Regions from separate parts of the Oryctolagus cuniculus genome. Here region 2 is linked to region 1. Evidence: chromatin contacts called from public Micro-C data. All regions are on one chromosome and are shown on one strand. Each heading gives the region's core, a stretch centred on a gene start, on an enhancer-like site or on the middle of the called end of the contact. The rest is flanking DNA. Distances are from core to core; before and after follow the strand shown.

Region 1 (7,716 bases), core at 4,190-6,689:
TTTTGGGGCTTGGCATTTCAAATGCAAGTCCCAAGACATTGAAATACCACTCTCCCTCTTAAGTCCAAAGACATAAGCAGGCTTCGATGGAGCCAGTGGGGTTGGGGCGTGGAGGGGCTGAGGGACTGGGAGATGGTACACAAACAAAGATGCACCTTTGACAACTTCCTCACTTCACATTTCATGAACAGGCTACTGATTTTGATTCCCATATTCCAAGCTGCCTCCTCTAATGTCTTTTTTTTATAATGTTAACAAGTGGGATGTCAACTGCCATTACCTTGAAGGATTGTTCAAAGCCACCAACTTTGGAAAATGTGCCCAAGGAGAGAACTCGGGGGATTCCTCCTTCAACAACTCTTGCCTCTGTGCTGGCCTGTTTCGCTGTGCATCAAGTTTGGCCCTGAGATGTTGGAACTCATAGACACCATGGGTTCACACTTAGCAGCAGCAGCAGCAACAAGCTAAATACAGAGCTTGACTTCCAAGGAGAAACGAATCCACTGAGTTGCCACTGATTCAACAATAATTAGTTAACCCATATGAGAGCTTCGCAGATACTACGCCTGATAAAATCAACACCTCTTCCTAATTGTAAAGCAAGAATTCCCACAGGAATGTAAAGGGGTCCCTTCCATGTGATAAAGAAGGTGCTCTTTGGCCTAACATAAATCAAGATTGTACATAATAGGTAAACATTCATAAATCAGAAACACACACACGACTGCCCTTTAATATCATTACTTTAGATTTGAATGCAAAAGGTCATAAAACAAAAAGTAAACATTTTATGAACTGAAATACTAAAGTATCACAGAAGAATATTTCTGGAAAAGGTAAAAGCATGAGCTAACAGGCTTCCTTAATAAATAGTCATCAAGTGGCTTGGAATAAGGTAAACATCCGAAAAGCAACAGTATTTCTTTAAGAGGACACTTAGCAAATGTTCAGGGAAAATGCATATTATGGGGTGAGCAATTGGTCTCGTGGTTAAGACACCACTTAGGATAATGGCATCCGGGATCCCAGTGCCTGGGTTTGAGTTCTGGCCCCACTCTTGGTACGAACTTCCTACCAACATGTACTCTGGGAGTTAACAAATGATGGTTCAAGTAATTGAGTCCCTGCCACCTCCATAGGATTCCTGGATTGAATTTTGGGCTCTTGATTTCAGCCTAGCCCAGCTCCACCCGTTACTGGCATTTGGGGAATGAGGTAGTAGTCTAGAGCTCCCCCTGTCTCTCACTCTTTCTACCTCTGAAATAAATAAATAAATAAATGTCTTTAAAATACACATTACATAAAAACTAGGCATGGATTTCAAAACTGCTTGTACCAAAATAAACCTATCTTTTCATTCCATTTTCCCACGTGCTCGAGAAAGTACCCTGTTATACTGGCAATAACCAAGAAAACCTTTTCAATAGTAACAACTATAAAACACCTACAAACTCAAGGAGAAAAGTTTAAGCCTTGATTGAGACACATAATTTTCATAATTAAGAGGAATTATATTTTTATTAGATGAAAAAATTTCAACTTAAAGATGGCAAAGCTTCTCAAACTTAATAAAATAATTCTATCCAAAAGGTCCAACAAGGTTTTTCACAGAAATCATTAGAATCAGCACTAATTACAAAGTTGGTGCTTATCTTATAATAAGGACTCAAAACTATAAACAGGAATAATGAGCAAAAAATATTCCTAGGGATCAGTCTTGTCAGATATCAGAACCCATTGTGAAAATTGAAACTGAGTTTTATGTGAATGTAAAAATATAAAGGAAAGGAAAATAACCAGATGCCCTGTAACAGTTCCTATTATATCTACAAAGGGACTTCAAAAAGTTTATGGAAATTGGAATTAAAACACGAATTTATTTTGGTGCAAAATATTGTGAAATCTATGCATGGTTTCTTCATGATATGCTTTCCATGAAGTTTCTGAAGGACCCCTCATATACATCACATTTTCTTGATGATGTTAAAGTTTACAAAGCTTTCTGTTTGCACTTTTATGCTTACATCATGAAGTAAAACAAATAGTATTATTAGCCTCATTCTTTTTCATGAATAAATGATAGGAGAAAATAAGTGATTTGTCCAACATAATAAAATTAAGATAAACTCAAACTTAAACCTAGATTTTTTTTTATTTCCCATACCAGGCCTCCTTTCAATATATTCACCAAAAGCAATGGAGAATCAACATTTAAAAAAAAATCTGGGGCCAGTGCATCCCATATCTGGGTGCCAGTTCCAGTCCCAGCTGTTCCTCTTCCAATCCAGCTTTCTGCTAATGCACCTGGGAAAGCAGCTAAAGATGACCCTAGTGCTTGAGACCCTACCACACACGTGGGAGACCAAGATGGAACTCCAGGCTCCTGGCTTTGTTGCTGCCACTTGGAGAGTGAACCAACAGATGGAAAATCTCTTTCTGTCCATCTCTCTCTCTCTCTCTCTCTCTCTGCCACTCTACTTTTCAAATATATAAATAAATCTTTTTTAAAAAATCCTGAAATCTAAGAGAAAAAATTAGACTTGCCTTTATACTATATATTCTGACTAACAACAAGCAAATTGTTGCAATATTAAAAATCATATTATATTTGGGTCAGCATGTGGCACAGCTAGTTAAGCTGTCACTGCAATACCAACATCCCACATGGGTGTTGGTTCAAGTCCCAGCCACCTCATTTATAATCCAGTTCCCTCTTAATGTACCCAGGAAGGAAGCATAAGATGGCCAAAGTCCTTGGGCCCCTGCATTCATGTGGAAGACCCAGATGAAGTTCCTAGCTCCTGGCTTCAACCTGGCCTAGCCCTGGTGATTGCAGCCAGCAGATGGAAGCACATTCTCTCCCCCTCCCCCTCCCCCTCCCCCGTCCCCTCCCCCTCTCCCTCCCTCTCCCTCCCTTCCTCCCTCTCTCTCTCTCTGTCTCTCCCTCTCTCTGTGTGACTCTTTCAAATAAATAAATAAATATTTTATTTAAAAAATCATATTATGTAAACTCTGGCCAAAATGTATACATGGAACATGAAACTGAACCAGTGCCTGTGACTGTCCCTCATGAGCCCACTCACTGAGTGGGGAGCTACAATGCTTCCTGTTCTCGCCTCTGGCTGGCAGCCTCCCAGACCAGCCGGTTTCCCTTTCTGGTTAAGATGTAGCAGTTCTGAAGTGAAATTGAAACTCTCTAGTGAACAATTGCTAAAAGAAAATGTAGTCAACCCACTTCTGGGGAAGCATGGGATGATCAGGAGGAGCCAGAACAAACATAAGGAACAGAGAAGCAATATATATCACAGGCCAACAGCACAGCCAAAAAAGCAACAGTAGACAGTGAAGAGAAAGGATAGTCTGAATTGAGTGGGCATGGCTGTGTTTCAGTAAAACTTTATTTCCATAAACAGGCAGCGGGCAGGCTGTCCCTTGATGATGCCTATGTTAGACAATTTAAATTCATTTTCCCATTCAATTCTCTTAAATGTCTTTTAGATACGAAATCAGAAGTTACTCAATTTGACCATGTGACATCAGGACAGATACAGGTGGTATCCTCAATAAGCAGCAGAATTAAACTCAGAACTCAGATCGGCGACTACCGAGCCTGCCCATGTACAGTCTTCTTGCTGGGCGGCATCCTCTGACTCAGGGCTGTTAACTGGATTGTTGCAGATATGAATTTCAAGAGGTAGAAGAGAAGCGCCCTGAACTGGCTGAGTCTAGCCAAGCAAGTGTCTGTAGCCCTGAACCAGTCAAGGAGCTGTATACCTTCCCATGTACCTCATACACACACACCCTCTGACCTTTCATCTGCTCCTTCTAACTGAGAGTTGACAGGTAAGGGTGGGAGTGGCCATGGGGATGGGGCGGAGGATGCTGTAGGCAGATTAGTGGCTGTTTACAGAAACCAGAAATCCCCGAAAATAAAGTGACCCAGAGCAATTCACTTCTTAACTTTTTTCAGACAAATCATCTCTTTGTGTAGAATGGAAGTGTCTTTCGTTATGAATTTTTTTTCAGGATGTCAGAGTGATATAACAGGAAAAAAAGTCTGTGTAAAGTTCATTGGGTACCTCAGGGATATGTATTATCAAATGACACAGTCTTATTGTCACCTGGTGTCTCATGACTTCAGCTGGCTCCGGTTCTTTGCATTTCCCTTTCCGCAGGGATCTTTGCCATCTTTACATTTAACACATCTCTGTTGACGGACCGGCACTATTAAGCTGGTGCCTTGACAGCCACGTAGACAAGAGCCCAGGATATATGACATGTAAAGGTGAAAGGACAGTGACTAAGGGGAGCAAATGAGCTTTTAAATGAGCCTGACACCATCCAGCTAGTTTTCATATTGCCTCCTGTGAGAAATCTTGACATATTGGTACATTGCTGTGAGTTATTTCTTTATATGTTGGTGGAGAGTGTTATCTAGGACTACAAACTTATTTTATTTTAAGCTCAATGACATTTCATCAACAGTTAACACAGCATGGGTAGTTCAAACTCACTTCAGTCCAAGACATGAGACACCACCCCCCCGCCAGGATTTTGCTGCTTTTTTTATTTGTTCACTTGAATAGATAGCTCTCTGACTTTATCTACTTTTGATAGTTTCTCTTTTTATACAGCTTTGGTATTTTTTGGCCTCTATGAGGGTATTTCAAAGTTCATGGAAAATGTAATTAGATAATTTATTGGGGTAACAATTTTTGAAATCATTTATATAATGGGTCTTCAAAACATTCATGGAAATGTGTACTATGAAAACATAATGCATGGATTTTTTTTTTAGCATAACATAAAAGTATCTTTACTTAAAATCTGAAACTTGATCATGAGCTTTTACGAAAAGGTATAACAAGCCCTTTACCTCATTTACTTTTAGCTATTTCATAAATACTACAGCAGACGCTGGACGGTGTGTGATGAACGGTAGGCAAATTTCGTTTTCCACAAAGCAAATGTGTCAGTCTTTCCCTTTGGCTCCTCCTTCCAACCCTCCTTCACTGTGTTGAGGAGATATTGAGTTCTTCCAGATTTTTGGTTAGGGGGGTGGTTTCCACACTGACTGGACTCTCCAGGTAGGTGGTGCCTGCACAGGGTTTTCCTGTCACTGGATCTATCACTCTTCCAACTTTGAAAACAATCTCAGCCAGTTCATGCTTCACGTGCTTTGTCCGTGGGACAGGTAAAGCTTTGAGAAGCACAATATCCCCAACAGTGCACTGCTGAAGAGCATCGTGAGCAAAGTAGGTTTTTCTCTTATTAAAGTACTTTAGTAAGTAGGGATCCAGAACAAGCCTGGTCACCCTCACTTTGGCAGTTTTTTGCATTGCTGTCCCAATCACTTTCCCCACAATCCATTTGGCATGGACGGATGAACGAGTTACTGACATTATGTGGCTTTGGTCACCTCTCAGTCCTGCTGGGTAAACTCGCCAATGCATGGATTTAAATTTTCTTTTGCATCAAAATAAAATCATCTTTTAATTCTATTTCTCCATGAACTTCTTAAGTGCTCTGATGTTTTTTCAGTCCTCTATTACTTGGCATATTGTTTATTTCACCATGACATTTATGTATTGTATTTATATATTTAGTAATGACAACTCATTCACTTCAGTTGTCCATGTTAGCTGTGCCTAAAGAGGGGAGCCATTACTCTCTTGCTCAGGGTTGAGGGTAACGTGGCATAGAATGGAACGGAAGTGGAGACAGTGGTTAAGGATTCTCTGGGATAACTCTACCTGGTGGACCTCTTTCTCAACCAGAAGAACTGGACTCAAACAGATAGGGCTCATGTTGAACACTCAGAGAATTCTCTCAATATGAAACTGAGTCTTGTCGCCTGGAACTTGACAATGATTTCAGAAACCATTGGTCTTGATCTCAATTCAAATATTAACATTCTGGACAAAAGCCAAAATAAATTGATATATCTTTTCTAGTTGTAGTTTAATTTTATTTGGTTTTAAGTTCTCATAGTTGATATCTGCCGACCTATATGCTCAGCCATACATTTAATCTGATTCTGTGATCAAGACAGCTGAAAACCACGGCAATTTCCCTGTTATCAGTAAGTTCAGCCCATATATAAACTCAATCTGCTTTTCAACATCTTGGTGACAGTTTCTCATCTGTAATGTAAGAAAATGTCTCATTCACAAATCATTGAAAGAATCACATAATGAACAAGACTGCACTGTATTTTGTGATTGACAACATATATTTCCTTAATAAAACAATGCAAACATCCAAGAAGATGGGCAGTAGATTTCTTGGGTACTGTAGCACTTGCTGGTGCTGATAAGAATTTGTCAATGAGAGCAACTGTATTCATGAAAAAGACTAAGCACTGACTTTAGCACTTCTATATGGATTATAATTTCACCCTCCTTTTTAAAAAAATCATGGAAGTCTAACACATACAGAAAAGGAGGATAAGTACTACAGTATAATGAATTCTCACCAACAGTCCTCAGTAGAAGCAGCACACCCTCAGCACCCCAGAAGCTCCCTCGCATGAGCCCCAGGATGCATTCCTTCGAGGAAGCTACTGTCCTGACTTCCAACACCATAGATCTGCTGTGCCTGTTAATTATACAGCATTTGGACAGACCCCTCTGGGACTTTCTTAAGCTTATCACTGAAGAAAGTCTGAGCCCTGAAGACATGTATTCTTTCTAGGTTGATCTGAGAAAAGAGACCAGGAGGAGAAGGATGAGAAGTAGAACCACGTGATTTGTCATCCAAACTGGGATACTTTGAGAGTGAAAGGAGAGAAGCTATTCACAATAATATGGGGATGAGAGCGTAAGTAGTGACTTTCCCCAGCAAACTAGGACACATGGTCACGAAGTGAGGAGGGATGATAGAGGCAGCAGGGACACACTGGCAGGCAAAATCTATCATCGGGGCCCTAAAGTAAAATTCACTCAGGTTGCCTGAGATGTATGCAGGATTGGGAAGTGGGAAGCACACTTCCTAGAAGTGTGGTCACTAGGAAGACTCAAGTTAACATATATTGCAATAATGCAATGGCACAAAGATATCTCAGGTAATGTCCTTGCCTGTAAGGAACTCACAGTCTGATAGTGGCAATAAAAGAAGTTTGCAAATAGGTAAACTATAAGGTAACTGATCTTGGAAATATACAAAGTTCTAGATAATTTCCAAGGACACATACAAAGTGCTACATAGATTCCAGGGGAGAGGGATTGTGTCCATTGTGAGACATACAGAAAGTTTCATGAGGACATAGCATTTAGGGTGGTCTAGATTTTACTCCAGTGGCTCTCAGCCTTGCCTACAGATGAGAATCACCCAGGGAGCTCTTCAAATTCTTAAGATACAGGCAGAACCCCTAGACTAATGAAGTCAAGATCTCCAGGAATGGGACTCAGGCATAATAAGTACTTTAAAAGCTCTCCCAGGTAACTCCAGCAAACCTTCAAGTTTGAGAACAACTATTCTAGAAAGATGAGTGGGCATTAGATGGAAGGCTAGGTGGGGAAGAGAGGAGACTGCAGAGAGAACAGCTGTTAGTTAGTAAGTTCCATCTCTGGGAGGCACACAGAGAAGAAGCATCCATTGGGAATTAAATATGGAGGGAAAGCAGCAGGGCAAAAATAATTTAACCCCCTTCAGGAAAAAAATTAATTAATTATGAAAGCATTTGCTAAGGCCAATAATAGGAATGGATGGGGGAAA
Region 2 (6,970 bases), core at 1,091-3,590, 360 kb before region 1:
TCTGGAATCCCCTGTGAGGGCTGTGGGGCTGCCACCATGACATTGTCAGCAAAGGTGGGATCTCCTCCCCCCATGAGAAGGCTGTTTCCCCAAATTGTTTTTGTTAGGCTTTTCCTCCAAGGGAGAAGACAACGGACAGGTCCCAACAGGTGCCACAGCGGACCCAGCTTCAACTTTGTTTCCCTGGAGCCATACTGAGGCCAGATGTTATCAGAGCTTTGCAAATGTGTGACTGAAAGTACAGGATTTTCAAAGGATGCATGTTGAAACCTATTTTTAATCTGAGGCTAGGAAATGGAACAGAGGGAAAATACTTCCTGGTCGTTCCTTACAGGTGCCAAGCTCAAGGTTCTGCTCATTTGAAGATATTCCTATGGCCTCTCTTTCTCCCTGAAACAACCAGGATGCTCAAACCCAGTCTAGCAACAGCAGGTATTTTTAATTAAATGATGTTAAGGTCACTTTAGGGGGGAGAAGGGCAGTGTGTGGCACGTGGGTTAAGCCACCACTAGCAATACTGGTATCCCATATCAGAGTGCCAGTTCAAGTCCTGGCTGTTCCATTTCCAATCCAGCTGCTTGCTAATGCACCTGAGAAAGCAGTGGACAATGGCCCAAGTACTTGTGTTCCTACCACCAATGTGAGAGACCTGGTTGGAGTTCTGGGCTCCCAGCTTTATCCTGGACCAGCTCCAGCTATTAAAGCAACCTGGGGAGTAAACCAGCCTATGGAAGATATCCTACCCCCTTCTCGCTGGCCCTCTGCCTTTCAAATAAATAAGTAAATGTTTTAAAAGAAGATGACTTTAGCCGGCGCCGCGGCTCACTAGGCTGATCCTCCATCTGCGGCGCCAGCACCCTGGGTTCTAGTCCTGGTTGGGGCGCCAGTTCTGTCCCGGTTGCTCCTCTTCCAGTCCAGCTCTCTGCTGTGGCCTGGGAGTGCAGTGGAGGATGGCCCAAGTCCTTGGGCCCTGTGCCTGCATGGGAGACCAGGAGGAAGCACCTGGATCGGCGCAGCACGCTGGCCATAGCAGCCATTTGGGGCGTGAACCAATGGAAGGAAGACCTTTCTTTCTGTCTCTCTCTCACTGTGTAACTCTGCCTGTCAGAAAAAAATAAATAAATAAAAGAAGATGACTTCAGCCTTGGCAAATTGGTGATGGGGTTCCACAGACTTTATTAAATGTATGTATTTTTCTTGGAAAAAAGATACATAAATTTTCAGATATTAAAATATTTTTCAAAGGGTTTATAATTCTTCCAAAGATAAGAAATGCTTATTTATAGGGAACACCATTGAATTAAAAAATCCAGCTATTTTGTAGAAATCAATTCAGTTAATAAGAATACTTCCTCATTTGCCTTTTTCCAGAGATAATCATTTTTTTGTCATTTCAAAGGAAAGCTCTTGATAGAGAAATCTGTTATCCTGTTCTTTTTCCTGACGATGGGCCCGCTCTCTTCCCAAGCATATTTTATTCTTCTAGCCAAAACCTGACAACTAACCTGCTCGTTAGCAAAGCTGCGCCTTCAAGACACAGTTGCATGTGCTGTGATTTTAAATTTAAACTCATAGGGGCTTTTCTGTGTTCTTGGTGTTCCCTGAAAGAATCTCAGTAGTTATCCGGACACACTGGCAAGGCCGAATCTCAGTAAACAATCACAGGGGAATAACAGGAAGAGCCTGGGCTGTCTCCACCCCTACCTCCGCGGTGCACGTGACTCCTCGGAGTACTGCGGCCAGTCCCTTAACGGTGTAAATAAGGCTATCACTTCTGCCAGAGATCCCAAGGGCATGATCCGACTGGTGCCAGGCACTCATTTACGGTAAGCGGCGCCTGCTGCCAGCCTCGGAGCGGAAGGCAGGAATAAGGATCGCATCTCTGGGCACCAGGTCCTCCCCGACCTGGTTATTTGCTTTTAATTAAGAGGAGAGTGCAACATCTTTCTTCCCCTTCAGGAATTGGTGTGTTCCAGTTTGGAGGAGCAGGAGCATACTGCTCTGTGCACTTTAGATCTTGGGTTCTAAAGATAGAAGGCCACGACCAAGTCCCTGGTTTCCCTTTGGTGGCGTTGGAGGGATGACAGCAGGCACCCTGTGTGGCTGGTTTTCCAGGAGGTGGCAGTGCGCTCCAAGCCTGTGCTGATTCCCCTACCATCCGGAGAGCATTGTAATTGAGACATGGCACGATAATGCATTCCAGACCACACAGCCACTCCGGTGTCACCTCAAAATATTTCTTACCAGTTTCAAAGTCACTGTAGCCAGGGTAGGGAGACAGAAGCAGGTGCAGCGTGGGGAGATGAGTCGGGGGAGGGACTCTTGGAGACAAATGAGACGGCGACACTTGGCGTTGCTGGGAGTGGAGTTTCCTTACAGCAAGGCCAGGAGCTACCTTGATACATATTTACAACCATTCCTGGGTTCACCTCTGAGGACCAATAAAAGGAAATTGAAGGACTTGTATTGTCTGCATTTTAATTTCTGTGTTTACAAGGCAGATTTCATTATTCTAATTCAGGGAGAAATAAAGCATCTTTCCTTTTTAAATGAAGGGTCTCCTTGCTCAGGGTGAAGAGCACAGCAAATCGTCTCTGCCCTGAGAGGCAGGGCTGGCCTCTGCTTGCTGGCAGTGAGGGGCTGGTGATGTGGGCATGATGAGCTGGGGAAGGAAAAAGGCAGACACTGGCCAGGCCGGAATTGCGTGTGTGAGACATGCCTAAGGAGCTGACACACCAACAGCATGACGGGGTGGGGGATGTGATTCCCATGACCTGACAATGACGTCTCAGAGCAGACCGAGGGACAGAGGAACAAGAGGTGCTACACAGAGATTCCTTTCCCCTGAAAGAGGCTGGTTTACAAGACACATCTGTGGGGATGCCTGAATCCAATGAGATCAAAAAAAGGGGCACTGCAGTGACACCTCAGTGTTGTCACATAGTTCACCGGATACATTCATAGCCTAGGAGCCTGACTTTCTATTTCCAGGGTTCTTAACTGTATTAGCTGTATTTGTTTGTTTGTTTGTTTGTTTGTTTCTTTGCTTGTACAAAGCTCCTTGGACCTTGCCAGAGACCTCCACATGGACAACAGGACAGTGAGGTGAGCCAGGCAGGTAGGTTGCTTGAGAAATCCATGCAAAGGATAATTATATTTAAAGAAAAACAGCCCAGCCTTTAAATGTCCTTGAATTCCTCTAGCAACTGTATGTAGTTTCCCTTGAATTTAGAAAACTGGTTGCTTTCTGTCTTCCCTAATCCTTTTCCTTTTAAACTTGGTTCTACAGTCTGCCAATCCTTCCTCCTATGAAATTCTTTATTCCACTCTCTTTCCTAATTCTTGGAGTAATCCACACATAAAGTACACAGAAGTAGTGATCTATGCTTGGCTGATAGCACTCAAAATAGGCCAGCTTTTGCAACAGCCAAGGAATGGTTCTTAAGCTAGAAACAAAGCAAATAAGCAAAGAATTCAGGGAAAAAATGACCGTTGAGTGCTGGAGTGATGTTTTCTGACTGCCCTCTGCCAAGGGACCAGTGCTTCCTGGCAGAAACCAGGCTGCTTTCTGGCTGAGTGGAGAGAAGTGCCCATTTTACAGAGTAAAAAACAATTCACCAAGTGCAGAACTGGGGTTGCGGGTACGGAGGTGGTGGCACTTCAAGGGAGCACATCAATAACCCAGTGAAGCAGACAGGGAGAAGCAGACTGGGAGAATCACCAAAACAGTTTGACATTCCAGGTTGAGACTCAACAAAAAGCCAGAGTAAAAAGAAAGACTGCCGCTGGGCAGAGCAGGACACAGAACATTCAGGCTTCTGCAAAAGAATGTGCACCAAGAATCTGATGGAGACTGTGGAAGCAACAAAAACAACCAGGGAAACTCATAAACATTTATGGAGAGGCAGCTGATCCTACAAGCAAAATAAGGAGACATCGGGTGCATCACAGGGGAAATACATGTTAAGTCTCTGCAACCTACACAATAACAGGAATCCCAAACAGAACACGCAGGCAGAACCAGCCCTAATGCGACACCGGCTACTCACCCATGTGAGAAGGATGCCTGGTCCACCCTTAGCCTGCTCCTGTTTCATTGATCTGCATGGGTTGCTTCTGTTTACTTACAGTGTTTGAGAATCCTCAGGATTATATTATTTTCCAAAAATGGCTTTATGTTTGAGTCTCAGTCCAAGGAATCAAGCATTTGCCTGATGCTCAAATATCTGAATCCAGGTAGTTCCCCTTGACCATCTGGCAGGCATGTTGTATCATTAGCCATATTTAAACTCATAAATATCAGCCAGGAAGATTGAGGAGCTGGTGCCAATATGCTACAAATGAGTCACAGAAAACGGTGTTACCATTGCACAGGAAAGGCACAAACCTCAAAAGCACCCCAATCCAAGTCAGTAGGTGTGTGTGTCCATGTCCCTTCCACCCATCACAGAGAGAAGGACCGCAAGGGGCTCCCAAGGGACACCTGGATCAGATAGCTCAGATTGTGCAGCCTGCAGCTTGTCAATGTTTGGACACTAAGAAAGAGTTAAATTTCCTAATCAAATGTGGGAAGACTGGTGGGAGAGACACTGAGACATTGTTTTTGAGAGCATTTTACTGACCTAGGTTTCTTTGTGGTTCCTGTTGGTGGTGACATGTGCATTGTCAGCTGAAAGAGCTGAAAAAAATTGCATTTTCTCCTGTTATTTTTAAGCTTAAAATATAGGGTTAGGATCAGCATCTAAAAACACCTTGTGCAAATTTAAGTATTTTAACAGTGGAACTCTTTGTTTAAACAAAGAAACAAACAAAATCTTAGTTAAACTTTGGGTTATCTGACTGTCAGTAAGAGAAACTATTGAGTTAACTGAGCATATGGGAATTTACCAGAAAGATGTTATAGTGCTTTCACATGACTGCAGGGAGAATGGAAGCGTGAGGGTTGGGATTTACAGGTACCAGGACTAGAAGTGGCAATGAATGAACTCTCACTATTTCTTTTGCCCCTGTGCTCACTAGTCTCAGGGTCAAAATCAAGAGAGAGTATATGTGATTAATCCTGGGTTGCACATTTGTCTGTACCTGAGTGGTGGAGAGCTTCCGGTAGAGGCCAGTAGCTTCCGAGGCTGGTACCAGGACATCTCATGTGGAACAGTTGGGGATGCGGGCAGAGAGCAGAGATGGAAATAATTTCCCAAATGGAAATAAGGGTGCTGTTAGAAATAGGTCAATCACACACACACACTCACACCACTACCACCACCACCACCATCACCAAGTTAAACAGACTAAAGAAGAGGAGGAGAGAACCCAGAACCCTAGGCCTTACCCCTTTATGCAGGTGTATATAGGATGTCTAAGACATTCTCTGGCACAGAATGAAAACCACTCACTTGGATCATCTTTTGACAGTGTGTTATAATGAGATCTAATTTATAATCCTCCAAATTTTTAGAGAATGAACTTTATCTTTTCACAATTTACTTCAAAATTCTTAATGATCCTAGTTATACGTTAAATATCACCTCTGAACATTTACTGCTTTCAAAATCCTACTGTGGAAATCATTAGGGAAATCTGACATCTGTATGGCTGTCCCATGCTAGTTTATGATAGGATGTCCTTCCTCACCTTCTTGATAGTTTACTCTGCCCATATATTGACCAAAGGAAGGTGAGTGAAAGAGATGTGTGTCACTTCCAGAAGGAAGTTGTGAGAGCCAGTGCACAGTAGCTATACTTGCTGACCACTGCTGCTGTGGTCATGCAGGCATGTGTCAAAAAGATGTTCCCCATCAGCCGGGGTCCCTGACCATAGTTGGAAAGATTCCTTTGCTGACCTTGCTGGAGTCATTGAGTGAAGCTGCTGTGCTTGGGAATTGCTCACTGATAATGTGTATTTTCCTTTATTCTCACCTCATACACAAATATATGGTATTTTTACAAAAATACTTGGTCTGAATCCCCTTCTGTCCCACCCCCCACGCCAAAAACAAATTCCTGCTTAGGACGTGTGTATGCTACATTTGGCGAAGGCTTCAGAAAACAGGGACTACTGGGAAGAATCTAAAACTGAGTAAATTAGTATACCTGATTAGTTACCTAATCCAACCTCTTTCTAAGGCAGGATCTACGTATCCCTATTTTGGAATTAGTCAGATGTGAGTTGGAATTCAGGCTCTGCACTTTCAAGTAATGAGATTTTAAGCAAGTCATGAAACTCCTCTAGACCACAAGTCTCTCATTTGTGACATAGGAGTAATAATTTTTTCTGCTTGCAAAATTACTGTGAGGATTTGAAATTGTGTATGTAAGTACTTATCATGGACCTGGCATTTAGGGCATATTCAACAGTGGTCCTGATTACTTCCAGACTGTAGGCTCATCAACCAGGGAGCAAGCCCATTCCATCATAACAGAGCATTGCCCATTGCTAACAAGCTCTTTCTTATTTGGTGCAAATTGGCTCAGCATCTCTGCACTTGGTGTGCTTCCTTTACTCTCTTGAATAGCAGAGATTTCTTCCTATGACAACTTATCAGATACCTGGACAAAGCTACCTTTCCCTTCTAGAAGTCTTCTTTTCTCTTGTCAAAAATATTTTCAGTTCCATTTCTCATAAGATTTCAATTCCAGTCAGCTCATCTAACCTGGGGAATGTAGTTTTAAAAATGTCTGTCTCGAGTGTCTGGTGATTAGTAGGTGCTAAATATATATGCATTCCTCTATTTCCTGAGCTCTGGTTTAGAAGACCTTTAAAGTATGGTGTGTAGAACTGAGCATACCTCTGATTCAAGTGTAGAGTACAGAAAGACAGACCCTTTTCCACTCTTCGTGCCATCTGCTCTGATCTGGATGCTATACCCAAAAATGCCACCCATCAAGGCAAAGCCTTTATTAGAAACCACGTCATGCCATGACCAACTCATGGTCAACTAAAATTACTGGAGTCTTTGATCAAATGGATCATT

What was found. A called contact is a pair of places that touch in the nucleus more often than the background predicts.
Region 2: a contact with region 1 is called in a Micro-C map of ear pinna, with 9 times the contacts expected there. The contact joins the enhancer-like site here to the promoter of LOC100351745 in region 1. A contact is called at or near these places in 2 of 6 Hi-C or Micro-C datasets (ear pinna and an unstated tissue).

What each region holds. Positions count from the first base shown.
Region 1 is chr3:32,519,672-32,527,387 of mOryCun1.1, reverse strand. LOC100351745 (small ribosomal subunit protein uS17m) reads right to left here and starts at 5,439. Exons shown (of 1, transcript XM_002712601.5): 1 at 4,801-5,439. The coding sequence starts at 5,402. The coding sequence ends at 5,010. LOC103348862 (a long non-coding RNA gene) reads left to right here. Exons shown (of 5, transcript XR_011387574.1): 2 at 3,499-3,843; 3 at 6,694-6,819.
Region 2 is chr3:32,873,306-32,880,275 of mOryCun1.1, reverse strand. No RefSeq gene overlaps it. Among named protein-coding and RNA genes, the nearest start is that of MIR2355, 110 kb to the right of the region's middle. Within about 2 kb of position 2,340, at least 2 of the 8 cell types and tissues checked have an H3K27ac peak or open chromatin away from gene starts, as enhancers often do.